Regions from separate parts of the Mus musculus genome. Here region 1 is linked to region 2. Evidence: chromatin contacts called from public Hi-C data. All regions are on one chromosome and are shown on one strand. The core of a region is the stretch at or near the end of the contact, and the rest is flanking DNA. Distances in the headings are between cores, read along the strand shown.

Region 1 (6,629 bases), core at 397-2,896, 74 kb before region 2:
AAAGAAAGAAAGAAAGAAAGAAAGAAAGAAAGAAAGGAAGAAAGAAAGAGAGAGACAGAAGGACCATCCTCAGTGTCCCATGTAAGAACATAAAATTATTTTAAATGTTTTGCCATTTTTTCAAGAAAACTAATGGCACTATAAATGTTGAGTTGTACATATAAATTAAGTTAGCTATACAAGTACATAAATAAAGTAGAATTAGAAAGTCAAAGGATCCAATACACAAAGTGGGTCAGGAATAATGTAATTTCCAGGTCTGAAAGTTAACTGAATTACCTGCTTCCTGGTGTCCAGAACCAAAAAGTTACATATTTTTCATTTGCAAGAAAAAAAAATAGCATCCAATTTTTCTCTAGGGAAAGGAAAAAAACTCCTAGCACACGGGTGTAGAAGCCATTTCCCACATGGCTTAGCTAAAGAACAAAGAGCAACAGTGCAGACAATATCCTTCATTCATCCACACACAAATGCAAGTACAATGAACACATGGCTACTTTCCTAATTTCTATTTTTAAAAAAGCTGTTAAAGGCCAAAGGCATAGATTATGCCTGGCTTTCAATTCACTTCTCCCAGAATCTTAACTTCAGACCAAGATGGATCTCAAAATAACGTATTCTGCAGAATCTCCCCAAATATCCTTTCCGTCTGCAAACTCACTGAGACAGAGGAGTATTCAGCCATCCTCAGGGATGAAGAGCTAGAGAGCCCATGTCCTGCTACTTTAGCTAGCCTGAGAGGAGGTTCCCCAGGCTGAAGGACACCTTAGGCTCCAGTAAATTAAGGACAAACACACCACATGCCTGTGTGCACAGAGCAAGCTCGTACAAGATGGAAGGGCCAGCAATAACAAGCACACACACACTGTCTACAATGTACCTGATAAGCTTTGAGGACGGGAAACAAAGCAGGTGAAGAGGGACCAAGGCCTCTGCAGGCCTTTCCAGAGAGGTAGCTAGGGAACAGGAAAGGCCTAGGCAAGTACAAGAAGGGACATTAGTGGAAACCAGGCCAAGGACAGAGCAGCAGCAAGACCAGACTTGGACTCACCCTTATACGTGGAGACCTCAGGTCTAGCCTCAGACCACTAGAAACCAACTCTTCTAGAAAATGTCTAGAGACATCCCTTTTGATGCAGCCTTATACAGACACCTAGACGTGCCTGGGACGCCTACTTCCTGCATCCCTGAAGGTTTCCACACCAGCCAAGTGTTTTAAAATGATGTCCATTTGGTATAAGACATACTGTAAGGTTCCATACTGTTTACAATTGCAGCAGATGTCTGTCCAGGTTGGCCATTTCAATTCTAGCTTAGTGCTGGCGGATCCTTTGTGACTCTTCTGGTTGTGGGACACTAGAATAAACCTCTGTCCTCGAAATTAATAACACTGTTATTATCCTGTGAATATTGAATCTGGATGTGGAGGGGTGGGTCGATTGGACACACCACTCAGCTTCAAAGTGCCTTAGCTGTGCTGTCCCCATAAATGCATGTAACGTTTCCAGAAGGCTCACTCGGACATGACTAGAAAGTAAACACGCGGGCAAGCCTATGTTCAAGAACAGAGCTTTGTGGTACATGCTCTCAGTGCCAAGCACCTGCAATGTTGCCAGCTGTCTTACTGAGTGCTTTCTCTACACGGGCACATGGGGCAAGTGACTGCACTGCTGTGAACCCACTCAAGGGCACCATTCCTATTCTACTCGCAAGGAAACAAACTCAGGCAGATAGATACTTTACTTGCCTGGTGAACTGCAGACACAGAAGGTGGACCCAAACAGTGGAATTCCATCCTCTCACACCGTGTCTTAACTTAAAGCACTGGAAAGAGAAAAGAAGTGAGGATAGACCCCTTGGCTAACGAGAGCTGGGGTCTCACTAAGATCCAGATATATGCACCCCAGACTGCAGGGCGTCTACCTGTTACTAATAAGGGGCATGCAGTGCAGAACCACGGGACAGACCGCAGAGCTCTGACAACAGGATACGGGTGCACCTTCTGAGCACACACTACCGACTCCCCAGCTGCCCTTCTGGGTTTTAGTGTGTTTTAAGGGTTTTGTTTTTGTCTTGCTTTGTTTTTTAAAAAGGGACACACCACTCCACCCAAATCATCAAGATAGGGTGGGTGGAGACGGGAGACTCACTTGCAGTTATCAAGCAGATGGAGGAAAAAGGAAAAGTTCAGCTAGAAGCAGCTACAGAGGGAAGGAAAAGAAACCCAAGTCCATCTCTTGCTAAGAAGACCTTCTGAATTTCAGCCCTGTGGGACACTTTTAGGAGCCAAGCTTGGATGCTATGGTTGAGATGCCATTCAAAGAGCACGATGAGGCTTTCTCCCTGAGGCCTGCTGGTGTCACGGCCCTTAGGGAAACGGACTCAGGATGCGTGAAACAAAAATGATAGAAACACAAAAGGAGACACCGCCTTATAAAGGAATTCCCAGCTACTCCTGCAGATCTCAGCTTCCGACAAGCACCAGCTGAGGGGAGTGAGCTAGACAGGGCGTTCTGAAGCGCACTCAGCCCCCGTGGAGATAACCCCACATCCGCCTGAGTACAGCCACATCAGTGTCAGGAGCCCAACTTCAGGAAGCAGGAAAGCCCTACAGGGGACTCAAAGATTGGAACAACAGATTCCTGTTTCTAGCCAGACCTGGAAAACCTCAATGCATAATCAAGTGAGCACAGGAACAACCCCACGGTGGGAAAGGCATGTCCCATGGGAACGCTTTCCCATCCCACAGCGTTCAGGACCCAGGGTCTTCCATCCCCTTGCACCACAAACAAAGACACCTCGGGCATGGTAATAATCTACATATGGTAGCCTTCAAATAAAACGGCTCAAATAAAAACCTCACTCTTGAAGCACCACAAGTACCATAAGCCTGGGGCACTTTCTGCCTGAAGAAGCAACTCTGAGGACCCCAGACTCCTCCCGCTGACCTCACTCCCTCACCCCTACCTTCCCAGAAGTCAAGGAAAATAAGGCTTCCCAAACCAATTCTCACCAGGCTGGAAAGTAAAAGAACTCAGCGTCCTCTCCTTCTTCTTCTGCATTCCCCTGCCTCCTTTTCTATACAGTCCTAGCCAGCTATGTCTTAAGGGGTTTACTAAGCTCCTAGGAGCTCCCAGAAAAGACCACTGTCTCCTAAGAGAATCCAGAAGAGCTACAATAACAGATATCATGGCAATATGCTGGACTCAAGTTTCCATATTAGCTGAGCAAACAGACAGTCATCTAAAACAAACCCAGAGAAGAGAGCTCAGGGAACCACAAGGCACAGTGTCTTTTAGAATTCAAACAGTAAATATGCAAAGAGAACAACCAGGTCTCTCCAATGACGGTCAACACACCACAGAAGCCCCTGTGGGACAAATCTTCACTCACACACGCAATGAGTATCTCTCTGCAACCATGTGCATGCACGCTGGGTGTCTGTATTTAACAACTACATTCACATCACTGCTTTAAGAGTGCACAAAGACGCTGTTACTAACAATACCTGGACTAATCACTCAAGCCTGGACAAATACTGACCCTGTGCTAGTTTCTTTCCTGCTCTCCGCCTGCCACTAACACGGGACCCTGGATCTCACTTGCTTGAGCATAGTGCTACTCTCAACCAGCAAACACTTCTCAAGTAGCAGGCCTGTGAGAAACAGCAAACACCCTAGACAAGGTCACCTCTCAGCTTCAGTGCTCTCCTGGCTTTGGGTGACCAGTTCTGGTTGGTTATGTGCTAGATTCCTGACCTCTACCAACACTGTTCCTTCTCCCATTCCCACTCCCAACCCTTCACCTCCACATCCATCCTGGACCCCTGAAGACCTCCCTTCTCTGCAGAACACCTCCTTGTATCTCAGAACCAACCTTGCCACCTTCCCTTGGAGTGTAAACCACTGATCGCTTTGGTTACACCACAGATCGTCTCTTGTGTCACTCCTAAATCTATCCTTTTGAACCCTAAGCCAAAATGCCATAGTATTTGGAAGTGGGACATTGTGAAGGAAATGCAGAGTCGAGCCCTTGTGATGAATTCACACCCTTGGAGAAGGGATGAAGAAAAGTGTTTTACTTTTCCTCTCTGCCATGTCAGGATATAGCAAGAAGTATCCATAAACCTGAATGCAGGCCCTTCCTAACTCTGACCCTGACAGTGCCTTCATCCTGGCATTCTCTGCCTCTAAATAAGAAGGGAATGATGGTCACTTAAGACACTCAACATCTAGCAGCCCAAACTAACAGCCACCCACACTTTTATGCCGAGAGGTGTCCCCTCCATTCTTCAATTAGCTTTTATGCTGGAGAGATTTATGTCACACAAGCTAACATCATCTAAGAGGAGAGAACCTCAACTAAGAACATGAGATCAGGCTGTGGGCCAGCCTGCTGTGGGCCAGTTTCTTTTTTCTTTTTCTTTCTTTCTTTCTTTCTTTCTTTCTTTTTTTTTTTTTTTTTTTTTTTTTGGTTTTTCATGGCAGGGTTTTTCTGTGTAGCCCTGGCTGTTAGGGAACTCACTCTGTAGACCAGGCTGGCCTTGAACTCAGAATTCCGCCTGCCTCTGCCTCCCAAGTGCTGGGATTAAAGGCATATGCCACCACTGCCTGGCAGGACATTTTCTTGATTCATGGTTGAAGGCTCAGCTCCCTGTGGGTGGTCCTGGGTTATTGGGGGAGGAGAAAAGCTGAGCAGGCCATGGGAGCAAGGCAGTAGGCAGCATCAGTCCATGGCCTCTGCATTAGCTCCTGCCTCCAGGTTCCTGTCCTGGCTTCATTTGATGATGAACAGCAAGCTGGAAGGATAGGCCCAACAAACCCTTTCCTCCTCAGTTGGTTTTTGGTCATGTGCTTCATCACAGCAACAGAAACCCTAGCAAAGATGATCCCAAAGCTCCAGCCTGAGCCCTCTGCCCCTCTTATCTCTATTCTACCACTGCTTAAAGCACAAGAGCCCAAATCTGAGACAAATTCTCTTGAGTACCAATGAGATCAAAAGTCTCATGCCATTGGACAGCCACGTCAACAGTCATGTACGAAGTCACATCATGACACCATCCTGGGGAAATACACAAGGAGGGTGCTACTGGCACCTACACATAGACATGGTGCCTACACTTTACCTGCCAGCTCATTGAGGGGCAGAAAGCAAAGATGAGAACTCCTGAGTTCATGAGGGAAAAGGGCATCTCACATAACACCCAGTTCTAGGCAACATCAAGTTCTTACTCTCTCTTGTGCGCTGTTAGAACCAATAAGTGATGTCACAAGCCTGCAAGACTAGGGCTACGGTGATGTTTGAGATGTCTCAGTCACCCACCATGAGAACAACTCATGTTTTATTCTCATGTTTATCTACAAAAACACATTTCTCTTATATTTATTTACAAAAACCTCACAAATATATTCAACCACAGGGTGTCTCTCGGCCCTAAAAGTCAAAATGGAGAAACAGCAAAGAAAGTTCTCAACCGTGTAAACAAATGCCGAGGCTTTTGTATATAATATGAGAAACTATTTCTAATACCTAATATGTTTTAGACTTTCTACAAGATAAACAGGAACCTGATTCTTCCACACAGAATTTCAAACTTCATCATTTCTTCCTCGCAATAAAACCATCACCAGCTCAGTAACTAGTGACTTCCGTTTCCTGTTCCTGTTTGTATTCTCTGTGGTGGCAAGCACATGGGCTAGGTATGATAAGGCAAGACCATGTGTGACAGCCAACAATGCTGTTGTAAGTTAGAGGTCAAGGACGAGAGTCCTTTAGGTCCTGTGTGACTCCACAGCTTCAGCACGTTTTATAAAGTAAGAGCTAGGGAGAGATGAAGCATGAGGACACTGAGAAGCCAGGTGGCCATGCATATCCCTGTATCCAGCCAGGTGGCCATGCATATCCCTGTATCCAGCCAGGTGGCCATGCATATCCCTGTATCCCAGGCACTCTGGGGTTCAGTGGAAGGAGAGGCAAGTGTGTTGCTGGGGCTCACTCACTATCAGGCTAGCTCAGGCTCAGTAAGAGACTATGTCAAGGGCATACGAATACATTAGGGAGTTTCAGAATCCTCCTCTGGTCTCCACACCCATATACAGACACTATAGTCTCCCTCCAGCCCTCTCTCCCTCCCTCCCTTTTCTACACACACACACACATACACACACACACACACACACACACACACACACACACACACAGAGTTGTAAGTTCTCTAAAGCACCATCTCATATTGAATCCAATGCTAATTGTTGAAAACTCCTCCCTGGGCTATTACTGCAGTGACACACTTCAGAGACACAGTTGGGGTATGAATTTATAGAGAAGTATCAAATGAATCACCCACACATAAAAAACAATTTATCTCCATTTAAAAAGCCATGTTGATCCACATGACGTGAGCAAAAGCGCACAGACCAAGTGTCTGACAATTACTCTGAAGGACTATAAATAGGCTGTTTTTGAAATTAGTCAGCTATGCATGCTGTTCTTCTCAAAGCACATGCGTGCAACATGTTCCAGACAGTACACAGGCTGCGTAGTTTCTAGCAGAAACGGACTGGAGTGAAAAACAACAGTGTTGCTAGAGTCACAGATCTCAGCCATTAACTGTGAAACAGGAAGTGCAC
Region 2 (6,974 bases), core at 4,435-6,934:
ATGTAGTAAGGGTCTCTCTTTGGGGGATTTCAGAATTATTTTCTATTTTCTCAGTGGCTATGAGGAATATAGACATGCATTTCCTTTATTTACTAATTATAGCCAGAATCTGTTAATTTGCTGACAGGAAAACATTATTTCAGAACAGGCTTTAACACTTTGCTGTGTTTTATGTTCTCTTTCAACATTTGTATGAGGGATAAAGAGCCAGAGGTGTTCTTTCCCAAGCTGATTTTTTGCTGATTTTTTTCCCTCAAGAAAAGTTTACACAGAGCCAATGAGCAATTGAGATGAATACTGGGGTGCAGGTTTAGTACTGGGGTACAGGTTTAGTACTCAAAATTAAACTACACCATGATTTAAATTTATCCAAAGTCAGATCAAGCATACACAAATTGAGTTGAAATATGGGAACAGATATGCTTCAAGACAGTGAAATTAAAGATGAATAAATATCACTTCTTTTCACCAATCATCAAACATCTAACAGATAGATCAACTAGAACATTACAACTGCAAAAGACCATCAAGTATGAAATTTCGAGGCAAGCTATAATGCTGACCAATCGGGTATGAGTACTCTAAAGAACATACGTTAACTTATATTTAAACCTGTTACATGTCACAATTTTATTATTATCCAGTAGATGTTGGTCTCAAGGAAACCTGGGACAGGTCTCACTTACTACCTGTGGCTCCATTCCATCCCCTACCCTAAACCTCTCCTTCTCACAGGCTGAGCTTCTACTTCCCTTCCTCAAACCTGACGCCAATAGAACTCTGCCATTTTAGGCTATGCCAGTCTCCTGGCCCGGGTCACCTCTCTTGGTCATCAGCTCCTCTCTTGCTCTTCCTCCCTGTGTCTCCTCTCATTCCTCTGGTCTCCTCTCAAGGCCTGGTTTACTCTGCCAGCCATGTTCAGTATGGACTCTTCCCTCTGCCTGCCTTCTCCCTCATATCTACAATAGAAATCTCCACACTGTAGAAGAGTCGGGGCTTCCTCCTTCTCATCATTCCTCTGGTGCTGAAACCCGGGAGTGGTATGAAGGAGTCATTTTCCAAGAGACTCAGCCTCTCAGAACCAAGCTGCCGACTTGACTCTCCCAAGGTACACACAGATCATTTACTTCTGCTGATTTCTGCTACCCATCACATTAGATTCCATTTACTAGAATCCACCTCTTTAGCCGACTCTTCTCTCCACCCGTTCTAATCAACTGCCTCTCTTCACCTGTTCAGTAAGTGTTCTCTTTCAAATATGATACAGTAGTGTTTAATCCTTGAGTATGCTCAATGGACCCTCTCTTTTTAGGTCCTCTCAGAGCTGACCATGAGACAGACATATTGACCAGAGCAGTTGAGGCAAGAGTTGCTAGGTGTAGGGATAAGATAGGCAAGGGAAAGAATTGCCAGGGAGTTATATCCACCAGATACTCCTGAGGGTAGCACGGCTTCACTCTGCTGGGAAAACTGGGAGTGCAGAACATGCTATACCATCCTCTGCAAAAGGGAGAAAACTGTCATATTCATTCATTCATTAATTCATTCATTCATTCACTAAAGAGGAGCTGTTCTCAGAGGGGACCATTTCCAAGACAAGTAGGAAGAGACTCTGTGCAAAGGCATACAGGTGCTAGAAGTGGGGACAGTACATTGACAAGAAGGGAACATGGGCAGCTGAGATGGTTGGCCACACACCCAAACTTCATTGTTTGCCACTGCTATATTGAGGGCTCTGGAGAAACAGTGAGGACCAGTCTGAATCCCCCTGTGTAGCCATTGAGGAGATGGGTCTACTGACCCGCCTTGAGAGATCAAAACATCTGGTAAGATATCACATCTGCAAAACCGGTGGAACTAGAGTATGTATGAGAATAAATGAGCTGAATGTGGATGGCATGGTGGCACCTGTAATCCAAAATTTAGGAGGTGGTAGAAGCAGGAGGGTCAGGAGTTCAGGGTCACCTTCAGCCATGTAGAGAGTTCAACCTTTTATGAGGCCTTGTCTCAAGAAGGAAAAGGAGGAGGAGGAGGAGGAGGAGGAGGAGGAGGAGGAGGAGGAGGAGAAGAAGAAGAAGAAGAGGAGGAGGAGGAGGAGGAGGAGGAGGAGGAGGAGGAGGAGGAGGAGGAGGAGGAGGAGGAGGAAGGGACAAGAATAACCAGCAAAAATCACGGTATCCATGACTCTCTGAGATTTCTATCTTAGACATTCATGCTATTGCCCGCTAGAACTTCTAGATAATTTCTGCTCTCTGCATCCTGAGAATGGGAAGAAAGGAACACTCCAAAAAGGGAGCGAGTTAGGGGTTCAAACCCATACAGGGGGGAGTGAAAAGAGAAGTGGGCAGGACTTACAGGTTTTTCCAAGAGAAGCTTGGAGAGCCTGACTTCAGACTTCGTACGCAAATATCCCCTTCACAACACTTCCTCCTCCAAGAGTTCTTGGCCAAGAGACCACACTCAGTTTGAAGCATACAAAGAATATATTTTAAAAGGTAAAATTGGGGTCTGGAGATGGCTCAGTGGGTAAAAGTGCTTCCTGGGTAGCCTGGAAACCCAAGCTTGACCTCTGAATTTGGAAAGAGAGAAGCAATTCACAAAAGTGTCCTCTGACCTCCACATACACTTGCACACATGACTATATATATATATATATATATATATATATATATATATATATATATATATTGCATACGAACACAATAGTCACAATTAAAATCTAGAGTAGTATAGGTACAGATTTTGTGACATTAAAATTTCAGGCAGTTCAATTCTACAAATTACCATACTGAATATTTTACCCTAGATAACCAATATATCTTGTAGGTAAACTTCTGGAAATTTCCATGCCTCTACTTTCATTGTCTTAAGAGACATAGAGAATGTAGATTCATAAGAAACAGAGCCACCAGGGTATCTTCCTTGTGGACACAGTGTCAATCTCAGTTAAGGCCAAAGTGGAACCTCTAAGCCACTGTCTAGGACACAAATATCCAGTTAAGCAACCGCAGGTCAAATGGGAAAGCAGCTAAATGCAGAGGTCTAAGCCAAAGCCTCATTTTTATTATTCTTTGGCATTTTCTTATTCATGAACAATTAATGCCCCAGGGCATTTTCTGAATTAAGGAAAGCCAGTGTTTGTACAGAGGTTGCCATCTTGGTGAACTTTTTAAGTTTAGTTTAGCTAAAGAGGGGACTAAGAACTTAGAAATTCTGTGCCACTGGCTGACTCCCTTCTGGATACAAAATGGCAGTGGGCTAGAAGAATATTTCATATCATTTAAAGCAAACAAAGAAATCTCTTTCCATCCCAGACCCTGAAGGGACCATTGCTGCCTTCCTCTCCCCTGGAACATGTTACTCCCTTCTCTGGTCACTAGAGAAATGGTTCTTCTTTGTCTAAGGCAACCAGTGTAGAAGACACTAAGCAGTAATAATAATAATAATAATAATAATATGATAATAATAAACAATAATAATAATAAACAATTCTCTTCTATTTCCTATCTATATTTGACAATGCAGGATCAATAGTAAATTCAAGAAATGTTTCCTTATGAATTAGGTCAGAGTTCATGGCCTTCTGCCACATTTCACTTCCTTGAGACTGATTCCTCTTCCCACCTTTTCAGGAAGAGAGTGAAATCCAACCTCTAGTGTGTGAAACAAAGGCGAGTGGTTTGATATGTAGGCTAGAAGGTTAGATGATCAATTTTTTTCCCTTCACTCATTTGTTTGTTGAGATGCTGAGAGTTCAATGCAGAACCCAGAGCCTAGGCAAGCTCTCTACCACTGAACTACACCCCCAAGCCCTTGTTAAGACTCATAACTGCACTCAGGAAACCAGTCTTTGTTCGAAGTCATCTGAGATCCATGATAATTTTGTTTGTTGTTTGTTTTTCCTAGTAAAAGGCCTCAGAAACTGCCCTAGGTTTAAGCACATGGAAAGACAGTAAACTAGAGATAAAGGAAACATTTGGTTTCCTGGAGGCAGGATCCGAGTCTGACTCAGCTCTGACATCCTATGGAGCACCCTGAGTAACTTCTTGTTTACAGAATCCCCAAATGAGCAAAAGTCTTTACATCACTCTAATTGACTCAGTCCCTGGTTCATGATTCAGTGAGTTCTTACACATTCCAGGCATTGTGTGGGAAGCGGAAGGAAAACAACAAACAGAAGATAAAGCGTTTGGTTTCTGGCTCACCCACCTGAACTAATAGTTTAAGAGACTAGACAAACATCCCTACCTCATCCAGATACCTACTAAGCACCTGCTATGACCCAGGTTTCATTCAGGATGTTTGGCATGTTTTAGCACTCCGCCCAACCTGGCAATAGCCACGTACAAGCCTGGCTCACTGTATTAAAGGATTGTTCTGGTCTCTCTCCTCTCTCCTTTCCTCCCTCCCCTCTCTTTCTCCCCCTCCCCCTCCCCTCCCCTCCCCCTCTCCTCTCTCCTCTCTTACTCTCTCTCTCTCCTTCTCCCTTCCTCCCCCTCCCTCTCTTTCTCCCTCTCCCCTTGCTTGTAACAAATGAAGGTGGCATAGAGAAGCCCAGGGAGAACACAGTGCTGGTGTGCAGTGACGTCACAATCCATGCAAACCTAAGAGTCTTATGGATGAAGGAGTGGGGAGCAGGCAGATTTCCCTAGAAACTCACCACTAATCCCAGTAAAACCTCTTGTAAAAGGTTCGCCTAACCCTCCCTCCTAGTCCTGGGGATTAAAGCGGGAGCCTTGCACACCCAAGAGCACTAGCTAAGCAGCTGGGCTGCTACTAAGCTATAACCTCCTCCCCCCCTTTAACTCTATTTAAAACTCGGCTCTCCAGCCTCACTAAGTTGCCCAGCTGCCCTTGAACTCACCCTGTAGCCTATGTAGCTTTTGACTATGAGTTCCTATTTCCTCAGCCTCCCAAATAGCTGGAGTCACCTCTGCCACTTTACCTGTCTTTCCCCTCACCTTGGTGTGTGAGTAATTATCTACTCTCTGGCCAGAGCCTGGGGAGACTCTGGGTGGGCGACACATGAATCATTTGTGCCATCAAAGGGCATGTGTGTTTCAGATAGCTTATTTTAGTGGAGGGCTCACTTTAGACTGTTCTACAAGGAACGCAGAAAAGCTCCGCTGGGGAGGCGGCTCCATGGGCATGAGGAGAGACTCAGTAGGTAAAGTGTTGGCTACACATATGTAAAGGACAAGAGGTCAGGCCCAGAGCATACATGTAAACAGAAAGCCTAGCCTGGTGGCCTACTTATGTACTAGGGAGGCAGAGACAAGGGAACCATGGAGCCAGCTGTCTAGCTAGACCAGGCAAGCTCTGGTGGCTTCAATCAAAAGCCCCTGCCTCACTGTGTAAGTAGGAGAGTCACTGAGGAAGGCACTCCCTGCCATCCTCCAGACTCCACATATACCACACACGCATGTAAATATACATGCACACACACACACACAGAGGGAGGAGAGGGGGAGGGGAGGCGGAGGCGGAGGCAGAGGCAGAGGGGGAGGTAGGAGGGGGAAATGGGAGGGGAATAGAGGGAGGGAAGAGGAGGCAAAAAGAGAACCTGACATTTTATTTGTGTGAACAAACATGCCTTGCTATCTTTACCCAGGCAGAAGGCCTGACTCTAACCGCTGCCCAGATGGCCCTCCCCCAGGGCTAGCTTCATGTATGGAAAAACCAGGTTCTGCTCGCCAAGCCTTGGTCTCACTTCCTCCCAGGCTACAAACACCACAGAGCTTTGTCTCCTTGTGCTCACTGTGACCATTTTCGGTTGGAGAATTTTAACCGTTTGAGGTTTGTTACTTCACACTTAAGTAACCTACAAACCACAGGAAGTGAAAACTTGCCTAAACTGTGTCACCCTGCCAATTCTGAAAATTTGCTGGATCCCAATCAGCCCCAGGGGACCCTTGGCAAAAAGAGGGTGTACTCGCTAAACTCCACAGTTGCTTGGTAGCTCTAAGTTACACGGCTGACCCTGGGAATCTTTGCAACACTGACCAGAAGTAGTTGAGATCTGGATACAAGTTTAATTCGATAAGTAAAATTCCCTCTCTGCCTCTGTCTCTGTCTCTCTCCTATTTCTCACCCCCACCCCCACCCCCAGACCTCTACCCCACTATGCCCCCGGGTACTGGGAAAGAGGGGTGACGAATGACTCACTGGTTTAGAACACTTATTACTCATGGCCCTGGGATCAGTTCCCAGCCCCCACACGACTACTCACAAACACCTGTAACCCCATTTCAAAAGGATCTAACACCTTCTGACCTCTTCAGGGTCTAACACACAGGGAGTGCACGTATATGCATGCAGGCACACACATATGCACATAAAACAAATACATACATAAACCCAAAGAGTTGCTTTCTAAAATAAAATGTAAGATGAGCATAGAGGACTCAGAGGAAGGAACACGTTCCATGGACAGGCTAATAGGAAAGGAACCTACCCTGGGGAAAGTGTTCATTCTATGGGTGAACTTGACCAGGCCCAAGGCGCACAGGCTAATTTTAGGTATTTATGTCAGGATGTTTCCAGAAGGTGAGTATTAGGAAGGAGGGCTCTCAGTAAAGCCGTCTACCTGTGAAGTGGGAAAAATCATCTATGCTATAGAGAGTCGGAATGAAGCCAGAGGAGAAGCTTGTTTGCTCGGGTTGGGTGTTGAGATTTGAATATGGCTTACACGGGTACTTGTCTTAAACACTTGGTCCCCAGCTGGCGGTGATATTTGGGGAAGTTATGAAAACTTTAGACGGTAGGGATGGGTTGGAGGAAGTGAGGCACAGTCTGTAGAAAGGATTACATCTTAGTCAATGCTTCTCTCCTCCTTCTGCTCTTCCTCCTTCTCCTTCTTTGCTCCTATTCCTCCCCCTCTTCTCTCCTATTCATCCTCCTCCCCCTTCCTCCCTCCTTCCTCCTTTTCCTCCTTTTCCTCCTCTTCCTCCTTCTCTTCTTCTTCACCCTGACAG

What was found. A called contact is a pair of places that touch in the nucleus more often than the background predicts.
Region 1: a Hi-C map of bone marrow shows a contact between it and region 2, with 3 times the contacts expected there. The contact joins two enhancer-like sites. A contact is called at or near these places in 11 of 39 promoter capture datasets (the 3T3-L1 cell line, 3T3-L1-derived adipocytes, cranial neural crest and 8 more), 2 of 15 datasets of contacts at CTCF or cohesin (CD8 T cells and large pre-B cells), 18 of 484 Hi-C or Micro-C datasets (B cells, CD4 T cells, CD8 central memory T cells and 10 more) and 17 of 115 datasets of contacts at active chromatin or transcription factors (the 230-238 cell line, CD8 T cells, the HPC-7 cell line and 12 more).

The regions. Positions count from the first base shown.
Region 1 is chr2:3,726,843-3,733,471 of GRCm38.p6, reverse strand. The region is part of intron 1 of Fam107b (family with sequence similarity 107, member B); the gene reads right to left. Among named protein-coding and RNA genes, the nearest start is that of Fam107b, 17 kb to the right of the region's middle. Within about 2 kb of position 1,646, at least 86 of the 459 cell types and tissues checked have an H3K27ac peak or open chromatin away from gene starts, as enhancers often do. A contact at or near this core is called in B cells, CD8 T cells, CD8 central memory T cells and 8 more, where this site is marked.
Region 2 is chr2:3,656,796-3,663,769 of GRCm38.p6, reverse strand. The region is part of intron 2 of LOC108168726; the gene reads right to left. Among named protein-coding and RNA genes, the nearest start is that of Fam107b, 53 kb to the left of the region's middle. Within about 2 kb of position 5,684, at least 203 of the 459 cell types and tissues checked have an H3K27ac peak or open chromatin away from gene starts, as enhancers often do. A contact at or near this core is called in B cells, CD8 T cells, CD8 central memory T cells and 8 more, where this site is marked.